Linked DNA regions of Astyanax mexicanus: region 1 is linked to region 2. A link is a contact called in public Hi-C data. All regions are on one chromosome and are shown on one strand. The core of a region is the stretch at or near the end of the contact, and the rest is flanking DNA. Distances in the headings are between cores, read along the strand shown. Region 1 overlaps dyrk1b (dual-specificity tyrosine-(Y)-phosphorylation regulated kinase 1B). Region 2 overlaps dyrk1b (dual-specificity tyrosine-(Y)-phosphorylation regulated kinase 1B).

What was found. Hi-C and Micro-C count contacts between places; a contact is called where the count stands out from the background.
Region 1: a contact with region 2 is called in a Hi-C map of blood, with 5 times the contacts expected there. The contact joins two enhancer-like sites. A contact is called at or near these places in 2 of 3 Hi-C or Micro-C datasets (blood and muscle).

What each region holds. Positions count from the first base shown.
Region 1 is chr1:129,171,174-129,177,728 of AstMex3_surface, forward strand. It overlaps dyrk1b (dual-specificity tyrosine-(Y)-phosphorylation regulated kinase 1B), which reads left to right. Exons shown (of 11, transcript XM_049468949.1): 4 at 198-386; 5 at 1,726-1,873; 6 at 3,837-4,123. Among protein-coding and RNA genes, the nearest start is that of zp3d.1, 18 kb to the right of the region's middle. Within about 2 kb of position 3,943, the one cell type or tissue checked has an H3K27ac peak away from gene starts, as active enhancers do.
Region 2 is chr1:129,125,823-129,131,747 of AstMex3_surface, forward strand. All of the region lies in intron 1 of dyrk1b (dual-specificity tyrosine-(Y)-phosphorylation regulated kinase 1B), which reads left to right. Among protein-coding and RNA genes, the nearest start is that of dyrk1b, 24 kb to the left of the region's middle. Within about 2 kb of position 3,664, the one cell type or tissue checked has an H3K27ac peak away from gene starts, as active enhancers do.

The DNA of each region.
Region 1 (6,555 bases), core at 2,693-5,192, 46 kb after region 2:
TGATGGATAGATCGTTATCCAAAAAGATAGAGAGATTGATGGACTAATAATTGATGGATTAATATAGAAAGAGATTGAGGAACTGATTTATAAATTTACAGATGATTGGCCCTTTTATCGTATTCTCAACACGACTAATACTCTCACTTTAAGACTAAACCAGTCCTTTGTTCGTTTTTTCCTCCCTCGTTCCGCAGGTGTACTATACGAAGAAGAAGCGGCGAGCGCAGCAGGTTCCCCCGGAGGACTCCAGCACCAAAAAGGAGCGCAAGGTTTACAACGACGGCTACGACGACGACAACTACGACTACATCGTGAAGAACGGGGAAAAGTGGCTGGACCGCTACGAGATCGACTCGCTAATTGGCAAGGGCTCCTTCGGACAGGTGAGTGTGTCGCACCTGAAGGTAAAGAACAGTTTCCTTGTGAATCAGTAACGTTTAAATCGCTCGAAAGGTTCAGGTGGTTCTTTAGTAAAAGCAGAGGTTCTATAGAGAACCGTAACATCTGAAGGAAACCTTGAGAAACCAATTTGTTAGAACATAGGCTAACAGATCAAAAGTGCTAGAGAACATTAGTTAGAAGTGAGTATTATCGGACTGTAGTCTGCTGCTAACCCCGGCTAGCACTGCTGGCGCAGCATTAGCATCAGCCTCTAACCGCAGTGCTAAGCGCTAGCTCTTTCTCCGTTTATCAGAGATATCGGAGTGTAGTCTTTGTGTTTACCGTTCTAAAACAAGCTACGTGGGCGAACTGCTAGCTAATATCACCCTGGCTTATCGGAACACTCAGGGTTCTTCAGTGTAGCGCTGTCGGGTTAGCGGTTAGCCATTAATGCTAATGCTCCAGCCTTAGTGCTGGAGAAATTTGGGAATCTAAGCTTCCTGTAAATACACAGAAGCGCTTTACTCACCCAAATAAATGGTTTTCAGGAGAGAAATCTGTGTAGATTAACTTTCAGCGCTCGTTTGACTTTAAAAGAAAGTCTTTTTTCATTACAGTTTTGTTTACTCATGAATATTCATACATGCAAACATATATCGCCTCTGATTGGCTAACAGCACTGTGACACCAGGAGGCAGCGAGACGGACAACAGTTAGAAACGTTTTAAAATAAAGACATTTTTACACTAATAACAGTCTTTGCGATGTCATATGTCATGTCACTTTACAACATGTGTAATAATGCACTGCTAAGTGCAGTTCAGCCACTGATCTAGTCTTAGAGTCTCTGTAAAACACCAAATCCACCGGAGATCCTATTTAAACCTATAGTTACTTACACACTATAGAGGTGGGTAGTCCAGGTTCAGAAAATTAAAAAACTAATCCCGGGGTGGATATTTACTACTTTTAAACATCTATACACCTACCTATCTCAGTGTATAAAATACTTGGCTGGTGTTTTTCCTCCATAGACTAATTCTAACCATTTGTTCCTCAGCTCTGAATTACTTGGTAAAGTATATAAACACTGATGTGTTATTCGCACAAATAACACAGGAACGAACTGCATGCTGTTCCTGGAAATTACACCACTCTGATAATCGAATTAATATATGGGACGCTGCTTGAATGGGTTTATCAGGACATAAAAACTATTAATTACAACATCTTCCTCACACTATACAGAATACTTCAGTAATACTGCTCTACATTTAACATTCATTTTAACAGCAGGTTTCCAGGTCCCGTAACGCTCAGTCCTCTCATGTTTTCCCGCAGGTGGTGAAAGCCTACGACCACCACGAGCAGGAGTGGGTGGCCATCAAAATCATCAAAAACAAGAAAGCCTTCCTGAACCAGGCCCAGATCGAGCTGAGGCTTCTAGAACTCATGAACAAACACGACACCGAGATGAAGTACTATATAGGTAAGAAAAACACACACACACACACACTTATACACACACACACACAGTTTCAGACAGCCCGGCGTGACTCACCCAGAACCCAGTTCAGCTTCATCTATTGATCTCGTCCTACGCTCAGTCTGAAGCGGCTTCTCCAGAATTCAGTACTGGGCTGGAGTTAAGCGATGCTCGTTAAAACCAAATTCACTGGAAATATATGAACAAATACTTAAAGAACCGATATCATGAAAAACTTGAAATATCAGTTTCTTTAAATATATACTGAAGACACTGCCTGGTCCGTACAGTTCATATACAGGAACTGAACAAGTAAAAATATATAATTTTGAAGTAATGTGGGTACCACTTTAAAATAAGACTTTATAAAGGATTTATAAATAGTTTACAATTAGTTTATTTATTGTTACTAATTAGGTTGTAAATGCCTTAAAAATCATTAATAATCAGTGATAACACATACGTAGAAAGGGCAACAGTATAGATGGCTGTGGGTTCACTATTTGGCAAACAACAGGTCATTGTTGCCCTTTCTACGTATGTGTTATAACTGATTATTAATGATTTTTAAGGCATTTACAACCTAATTAGTAACTATTAATAAACTAATTGTAAACCATTTAAAAACCCTTTATAAAGGTAGTCTTATTTTAAAGTGGTACCATAATTTGTTTCGCAGAAAGTAGTCTTTTGGTACATAAACCTACACAAAGTTGCAAATGTTGGATATGGCTGCATTTAATGATTTAATATATACAGCTCTGTAAAAAAAATGAAGAGAGCACTTCAGTTTCTGAATCAGTTTCTCTGATTTTGCTATTTATAGGTTTATGTTTGAGTAAAATGAACATTGTTATTTTATTCTATAAACTACAGACAACATTCCTCCCAAATTACAAATAAAAATATTCTCATTTAGAGCATTTATTTACAGAAAATGAGAAATTACTGAAATAACAAAAAAAAGATGCAGAGCTTCTTTTATAGACCTCAAATAATGTAAAGAAAACAACATGTTCATATTCATAAAGTTTTAAGAGTTCAGAAATTAATATTTGGTGGAATAATCCTGGTTTTTAATCACAGTTTTTATGCATCTTGGCATCATGTTCTCCTCCACCACCAGTCTTACACACTGCTTTTGGATAACTTTATGCTGCTTTACTCCTGGTGCAAAAAATCAAGCAGTTCAGTTTAATTTGATGGCTTGTGATTATCTAATCCAACTAATTGCACTCTAATGTAACTGACTCTTAATTCCTCTACTTAAATTTTAAATATACCGGTAGTATAAATCAGGATAACACATTTTGGCACCAATATTATACATTGACCTGATATTTACCATCTGCTTTTATTTTTCCCCAAATTTCTCAAATCTTTCACATTTTTGATTGACTGATTTTGACAACATTTTTGATTGGCATTTTGTGACGATGTGTCCAAGGACCAAAGTGTACGGAGGTGCTTAGATTCCCAAATTTCTCCAGCACTATGGCTGGGGCATTAGCATTAGCGGCTAACCGCTAGCCCAACAGCGCTACACTGAGGAACCCTGAGTGTTGCCGGTAAGCCAGGGTGATATTAACTAGTGGGGTCGGCCACGGGGCTTGTTTTAACAGGGTAGACACCCAGACTGATAATACAGACTGATATACAGTCTGATAATACTCGCCTCTCTATGGAGAAAGAGCTAACGCGGTTATCAGCTAATGCTAATGCTGTTCCAGTAGGGCTAGCCGGGGTTAGCAGCAGGCTATAGTTCGATAATACAACATCTGTTTGGATTTTTTCCCCCAAATTTTTTACATTTCTTAAATGTTTCTCATTTTTGATTGACACAGTTAACTGGTATGTTTCACACTTCAAGAAAATTTGGTTTAGGGTTTCGTGCCTCTCAAAAAAGAAACTGTGCTGTTAATTCTGTTTCTCTAATTCTTCCTTTTTTCTTTCCTTCCTCCTCCAGTCCACCTGAAAAGGCACTTCATGTTCCGGAACCATCTCTGCCTGGTGTTCGAGCTCCTCTCCTACAACCTGTACGATCTCCTCCGCAACACCAACTTCCGGGGCGTCTCGCTCAACCTGACGCGGAAGTTTGCGCAGCAGCTGTGCACGGCGCTGCTGTTCCTGGCCACGCCGGAGCTCAGCATCATCCACTGCGACCTCAAGCCCGAGAACATCCTGCTGTGCAACCCCAAACGCAGCGCCATCAAAATCGTCGACTTCGGCAGCTCCTGTCAGCTCGGCCAGAGGGTGAGCGAACACGAGGCCCCGCCCACCTGACCACGAATCTAAAGCTCCGCCTTATTGTGTATCATATTATCGTATTTATCTCACTATACGGCGCAATATTGATAAACATTTATTTTCTGGTCTATTTTAATTCATAAGACGCTCCGGATTATAAGGTGCATTATGCTACACTAGTAAGGAACAGGGGTGCTACAAGCTACAAGCTGCTACAGCAGTTCTAGCCGGAATTGACAGCAGCAGGCTACAGGTCAGCAATACTCACCTCTGAGCGGCCAAAGAGCTAGCTAGCGCTTAGCGCTAATGTAGTTAGCGGCTAATGCTAATGCTGCTCCAGTCTCGGTGCTTTGGTGCTTAGTGCTTTACTGCTCCTTAATACCCGACTTAAAGAATGTATACACAAAGCGCACCGTCGATTTTTGGGAAAATTAAAGGCTTTTAAATGCACCATATATTGCGAAAAAATACGGTACCTATATTAAAAGTGAAATTAATTAGCCTATTGAGCATGAACATAAACACAGTTTAAAAACTCCATCAGCACTGCTGCATCACTTGATCAGTGGATAATGGGTGTAGAACCAAGCATAGGTGTGAAGAAGTATTGAAGTACAAACACTTACATTATCCTACTTAAAGCAGCACTAGGTAATTTTCTTGATTGTTTATCTTTTTAAAGAAGTAAAATTACAGCTTGAAACTCACTGCAGCGCTGAATTGAGGTGTAATGGGAGGAATAGCGGTGCTCTCGTGTCTGTGCCGGAGCTCCTCTGAGCTCAAACCAGACTCTGTAAGTTTTCTGAGGCGGCCGCGACCAACGCTCACGAGAACTGCGACCTGCTTTCCGACCTTTAGTTCTAACAGTTCTACAAGAAAAACTGGTTCATTCTTTACAAACTAACATACAGACACTCTGGCAGAAGCTGGAAAGAGACTGAATATGTCTGTGAAAGCCAGAAAACGAGAAAGAGAAACTAATCCGCCTGAAACATTTATTACACTCTGTACACAACTGTAGGGGGAGCCCATGAGCACAAAATCTCAATCCTACCTAGTGGAGCTTTAAGTAGAAAATGTAGGTTATCTATACTTTACTATACTTACATATTAATATAAATTGTTACTCCTATTTAATTTCAGCTCGTTTTTATTCCGTTCAATAAAACCCCTATCCAGATAAATCTCTCCTTTATCCAGATAGAGTGAATCTGATTGTGATTGGATATAGAGAAGTATAAACATATACCATTCCGACTTCCTATTGGTTTATACTGTGATCCATCACACCTGCGCATGTCCCGCCCCCCTTAAGCTTAAGCTTTTGTTTTTAATGGATTTAAAGTAGTTTTGAATCCAGTATTTTTACTTAAAGAGTAATGAAAAGATACTTCTACTGAGTCGATACTTCTTCAACTTCTACTGAATTTTAGGGTATTTTATTAAACACTGGTATATATGTATTTATACTTCTAACTACAGAGTAATGAATGGAGATACAGTACTTTTCACACCTTTGGAAACAGGATCTCTCGGTGTGTTTGTTTGGATGGATGGATGGATGGATGGATGGATGGATGGATGGATGGATGGATGGATGGATGGATGGATGGATGGATGATGGATGGATGGATGGTGGATGGAACAGGTCATTAGCAGCAGTAGCTCAGTGTGTTGGAGCTCCACACCCTTTTTCCTCCTGATGCTGATCACCCACAGCTTGTTCATCCTGCGCTTGTGTGTGTGTGTATATATGTGTGTATATATATATATATGTATATATATATATATGTGTGTGTGTGTGTGTGTGTGTGTGTGTGTGTGTGTGTGTGTGTGTGTGTGTGAATAAAGGGAGAGGTCTAATATGCTTGAAAGGGCAGGACGGGCTTTCCCTGCTGCAATACACAATAGTGATCAGCACACATTGTCAAGGACTCTCCGGCTGAGAAAATGGGTTTGGGTGAAGTGCTGCTGGAGAATGGATTCCCAGCGGCTGTGCTGCACCCTCTTTATCTCGCTCACGCCCAGTTCCTGCTGCCCCCCAGTGCCTGGAACCAGTTACTGCAGGCGTCTGAATGTAAATCAGTGCACTGGTTGAGCACACTGCATCTGGAGCTGCACAGTATATCGCATTAATTAGCCTTTTTTTTTTTTCACGCAAGGAGGAGGGGTCAAGTTCCGGGCGAGGTGATGGATAAACCTATTTCCGGTTTAGAGCACCGCTACGAAAAAAAAATGGATGGGTTTTTTTATTCCTCATGTTTTTCCGCACTTCAGGCAGGACGACGTTGCTAGAACCGTCGAGGAACTATGGAGAGAAACTTAAAAATTAATTTTTCGAGCAGTTTATTTTTGATTATGAAGGTAAACGGCTCCAGTTCTGTGGTTTAGGTTAACCAAGCTCTTAGCTCACTTAGCCTTCTATCATTTAAACTGCT
Region 2 (5,925 bases), core at 2,414-4,913:
CAAAAAGTGTGTGTGTGTGTGTGTGTGTGTGTGTGTGTGTGTGTGTGTGTGTGTGTGTATGTGTGTGTGTGTTGCATGCCTTCGCGTACCCTTTGCCAGCCTCCATGCCTGTTCTAAGCTGGCATAGCAAGAATTGAATAGCCAGAGCTCCTAGAGATTATGTCCGGCTTAACAGAAGCTTAATCACATCATATGTGCCATATAGAAGGAACCGGTGGGCGGTACCGGGTTCTGCCAGAACGTCAGGTGTCTGATCTTAGCATCATGGCTAATTTGGCAGAAATTATTGGTATTTTTTTTTTGGTGTCTTTTACTTGTGCATCTCAAAAAATAGACTAGCATTGAAATGTTACTTTATTTAAGTAATTCAGGTCAAAATGTGAAACTCACACGGAGTGATCTATTTTACTGTTATTGTTGATGATCATAGTTGATAGTGATTATATAAGACCAGTTGGTACTTTTGGCAGTGTGGGCAGTGTGCCAAATCCTGCTGGAAAATGAAATCTGCATCTCCATAAAAGTTATCAACAGCAGAGGGAAGCTGTAAGATATGAAGTGCTGTAAGATTTTGTGTGACAAAAAAACTGCACTGACTTTAGACTTGATAATAATACACAGTGGATCAACACCAGCAGATGACATGTCTCTTTGTCCAAACCATCACTGATCATCAGTAAATTTTACATTTCATTTAAAAATCAAGGGATCAGAGTCTGGAGGAAGAGTGGAGAGACACACAGTCCAAACTGCTCGAGGTCTAGCTGGAAATTTCCACCAATCAGTGATGGCATTTTGTTTGTTTAAGTATTTGTTTATTTATTTATTCTTTTTTTTTTTTTAGAAATATGCTAAATCAGAGCTATCCTCAGGGATCAGCTGTGATCTGACTAAAAGCTAGCATGCTAATGCGGCTACACTTGAAATCGAGATACTGAACATTCTAAATTTGATATAAAGTAAATTGGATCATGCTTTGTTTCTTTGAAATCAAGGGTATTAAAGAGTTTAACCTGCTTTTGTTAGAGTAACTGTCTCTAATGTCCAGAGAAGGCATTTTAAAAGATTTTGGAGGAGCATTGCTGTGAGGATTTGGTGTGAACCAAATTTCAGTTTGGTGTGAACCAAAAAAAGCAGGTGTGAAAGGTGCCATAAACCACACCCTGGACCAAAGAACTAAAGTTTGTTCCTACTAAAAAAAGGTGACCTCAGTTCCAGATCAGCTAAACCATGGTCTGTTTGGTTTGCAGAAGGGGTGCGCCATATCGTTTTGTACGCAATAATATCGGCAAAAAAATTATCCTTATTACAAAAATATCCTGTAATATTGTTATTTTTCAGGCAATGCAAGCCATCAACTTTTTTGCTGTTTGTATTAAAAGAAAAAAATCGCACTGTCCTAATTTCCAATGAAATAATATCTACTGTATCTAGACTGTATTTATACTGTATCTGTCCAGTAGCAAGTATTTTACTTTAAACCTGTATATATGGTGTATATAAGTATTCTATGCAATCATACAACAGATTACAGTGCTGGTGATTCTGTATCTACTGTAACTGTAGATTAATTACAGAGCAGTATGGGTACAACAGATTACAGTGCTGGTGATTCTGTATCTACTGTAACTGTAGATTAATTACAGAGCAGTACGGGTACAACAGATTACGGTGCTGGTGATTCTGTATCTACTGTAACTGTAGATTAATTACAGAGCTGTACGGGTACAACAGATTACAGTGCTGGTGATTCTGTATCTACTGTAAGTGTAGATTAATTACAGAGCAGTACGGGACAACAGATTACAGTGCTGGTGATTCTGTATCTACTGTAACTGTAGATTAATTACAGAGCAGTACGGGTACAACAGATTACAGTGCTGGTGGTTCTGTATCTACTGTAACTGTAGATTAATTACAGAGCAGTATGGGTACAACAGATTATGGCGCTGATGATTCTGTATCTACTGTAACTGTAGATTAATTACAGAGCAGTATGGGTACAACAGATTACAGTGCTGGTGATTCTGTATCTACTGTAACTGTAGATTGACCTTTCTGGTAGAGAGACAGAATTCAGCGCAACACCTGTCAACATGTGGCATTCTACAAACCAATCAGTGTGAAGGATAGGGAGACTCCGCCCACATAGGTGATTGTGACAGAACATAGTAAATTTGTTTTAAACCAAAGCTAAATGTACAGAATACAATGTAACGCACATCAAGCTTAGTTTAGTCTCTGTTCTGGGCTTTTAGGTGTGAAAACTCCTTGATGAGTCACTCTGACCTAATGTAGAGTATTTGGTGATTTGGTATTTACTTATTTATCGTGAACTGATTGTTGCATTGTGTCCTCAGATTAACCCACTGGCATTAATCTGATTGTGATGATGGCATTACATCACCGTTTGGTTCACACACTTTGCGTTATTATCTTTGATGTTGGCATTTTTTTCACACTCATTCAGTGCAACTTTTGTATTAAAATGTGGCAGTTATCCAGATACTTCACTACAGAAACATGAATTAAATAATTGAAATAAAAATGTGTCTAAATTACTCTGAACTCTGGAATGAGCTCCTGAATCAATTTTATCTACTAAACATGAATTTGGGGACCTGGAAACATAGTAATCCTGCCATTTCCTCATGAGAATTGGTTCTGTTACACAGTGATTTGAATATTTGCTAAATTAATATTTGCTATATTAATTAAACCATGTTCCCTTTTATATACTGTAAAAAAAACTCCAGATAAAGGAAAATACAGTAAAAAGAATGAAAAAGTGACACTCTGAAAAACAAAAGATAAAATAGTTTTCATGCATCTTGGCATCATGTTCTCCTCCACCAGTCTTACACACTGCTTTTGGATAACTTTATGCTGCTTTACTCCTGGTGTAAAAATTCAAGCAGTTCAGTTTGGTGGTTTGATGGTTTGTGATCATCCATCTTCCCCTTGATTATATTCCAGAGCTTTTTAATTTGGTAAAATCCAAGAAACTCATCATTTGTAAGTGCTCTCTTATTTTTTATTCTATTATTATATCTGTACATGTATATATATACTCATATTTCTATTGTATTACCATCAGGATTCCTTATAATTAACCAGCCCTAGTTTACCCAGACTTTTGCATGCACCTCCTCTGTGTGTGTGTCTAAATATAAACATATAAATATAATGTTTTCAGAGGTACTGGTATGGGAGTACTGGTCTGTGGTAAAGCATCAGTTGGGTGTAGTAACTGAGTTTGGCCACTGGGGGCAGCAGAGGAGGGCCCAATTCAGGCACACAGCACTCAATACAACCTGGAGCAGAGCGTCTCCCGCTGTAACCCTGTCCCTGCCTCCTGTCCCTGCCCCCCTGTCCCTCGCTCTGCCTGTCCCCCGACTGCTGTACATATAGAATTTAGGATTCCTGATTAATTTCACAGCACTTTTTCTGATCTAAGTTTCTGATCAGAGTATCTACCTGAGTGCAGGGTTACCGCGCCGACGCGTCTCCCTACCGCAGCTGAACCGCCTGCATGAGCTGGAACCACCCTGCAGTCAGCTGACCTTTGACCTTAAACTCTCTCTGACCCTTTAAGAGCAGGACTGGTGTAATTCCGCCGGTGGAGGACCGTCTCACTGCGTCCACAGTCTGAATTACGCAGAGTTTACAGGTTCTGCACAGGGGGGACACTTCTCGGACCGGACCGCCCGGTTCTAGTCGGGCAGGGCCGGGTGGGGTCGGGTCGGGCCGTGTGCTGATCCGCTGTAGAGGATGTGTGCTTTTCAGGTGAAAGGTCACGGCAGGGGAGGGGGTGGGTGGCTTGCGGGGGATTAACCGTGGGGATTCTCCTGCCTGTGACTGTCTCTCGCCTCTCTCTCTCTCTTTCTCTTTCATGCTCTGTCTGTCTCTCATTGTCTCTTTCTCTTACCCGTCTCTCACTATCACTCTCTCTCTTTCTTTTTGTCTCTTTCTCGTTGTCCCTTGCTCCCTCTCTCTTTTCCTCTCATTCTCTTTTCTGTCTATCTCTCTCTCTTTTTTTATCTCTCGCTCTCTCTTTCGCTCTTTGTCTGTCTCTCCCTCTTTTTGTTACTGTTTTTCTCCCCCTCTTCTCCTTGTCTTTCTCTCTCCCCTTTCCTTTTTGTCTCCCTCTCTTTCTCTCTCCCTCTTTTCTGTCTCTCTCCCTCTCCCTCTTGTCTGTTGCTCCTTCTCTCCCCCTCTCATCTGTGTGTCTCTCTGCCGTCTTCTTTTTGTCTCCCTCTCCTCTGTCTCTCTCTCCCCTTTCCTTTTTGTCTCTTTCTCTCTCCCCGCTTTTTTACTGTCTCTCTCTCTCTCTCTCTCTCCCTCTCGTCTGCCTCTCTCTCTCTCTCTCTCTCTCTCTCTCTCTCTCTCATCTGTCTCTTTCTCTTTTCCCCACTTGTCTGTCTCTCTCCACTCTCGTTTCTCTCTCTCTCTCTCTCTCACTCACTCTGAAAGGGACAGACCTCACTGCGCCAAACAGGGTTTGTTCATTCACATATTTTCCCATTTTGTAATTAAATAAAGTAAAATGCTGACGCTCCCTTGTATCCAGTGTGTGATGGATCATTCAGTGTCCTACCTGTCTCTAAATACACTGTATGGTGCGTTATTTTGGAGTTTATTGTTTGGTGGTATTTAGGAAGCGAGGCCTCTCTGTAATGAATCAGTGTTGTAGTCCAGGCTTATGTACACATGGTTTTGATTTCAGCATATTAAATACGGGAAACGAGGGTTATTCCACCAAATATTGATTTCTGTACTCTTAAAACTTTATGAATATAAACTTGTTTTCTTTGCATTATTTGAGGTTTCTGCTAATCTTTACAGACTTTCCCTCACCGTGCACTGCTCTCCATATATAATAGCTGTATATTAAAGAAAGTGATTAAGCACAGACGTAAAGATCTGCTATTTCTGTGATTTTAAACGGCCGGTGTCGGGTTCTGTGTGTCGTCAGCCTCATGGTGGGTTTTTCCTGTTGAGCCCCCCCAACACACACACACACACACACACACCGGAATTCGCGTCTGCTATTTAGGGACCTCCTCAAACTTTTCTAATGTTAAACTGGACGCAGTCTCCTGGCAGAACTTCTGCTGAGAGCACTAGCAACATTGGGCCATTTTTGTCGCGTGTAATTTCAGTCTGCAGCTCAGAATGTGGGCTAAAGTCAGCTGAGAAAACAGGAACATACACACTGAGCCTCTCCTAACACTATAACGCTAATAACATCTGCTAATTTAACTCAGTTCATGTCTGTTTATGCTCTCGTTTATCAATCAATCATTAATCCATACAGTTTCAACAGCTCACTCATCTGTCTGTCCAAATATTAGCTGTGCTACAGTTATTAGCCATACTGCAGTTATTTGTTGGCAGTGGTACAATTGTTGGCAATGCTACAGTTATTAGCCGTGCTACAGTTTTTAGCCATACTGCAGTTATTAGCCGTGCTACAGTCATTAGCTGTGCTACAGTTATTTATTAGCAGTGGTATAATTGTTGGCCATGCTACAGTTATTAGCCGTGCTACAGTTATTTATTAGCAGTGGTACAATTGTTGGCCATGCTACAGTTATTAGCCGTGCTACAGTTATTAGCCGTACTACAGTTATTTATTAGCAGTGGTACAATTGTTGGCCATGCTACAGTTTTTAGCCTTGCTACATTTATTAGCTGTACTACAGTTATTAGCCGTGCTACAGTTATTAGCCGTGCTACAGTTATTAGTTATTTGTTAGCCGTGGTACAATTGTTGGCCATGCTACAGTTGTAAGCTGTCTTAAACTTATTTTAGCCGGGCTACAGTTATTTTTTTAGCAGTGGTACAATTGATAGCCATAATACAGTTAATGTTAGCTGTACCACAGTTATGTAAGCCACGCTGTGGTTGTTAGTTGTGTTACA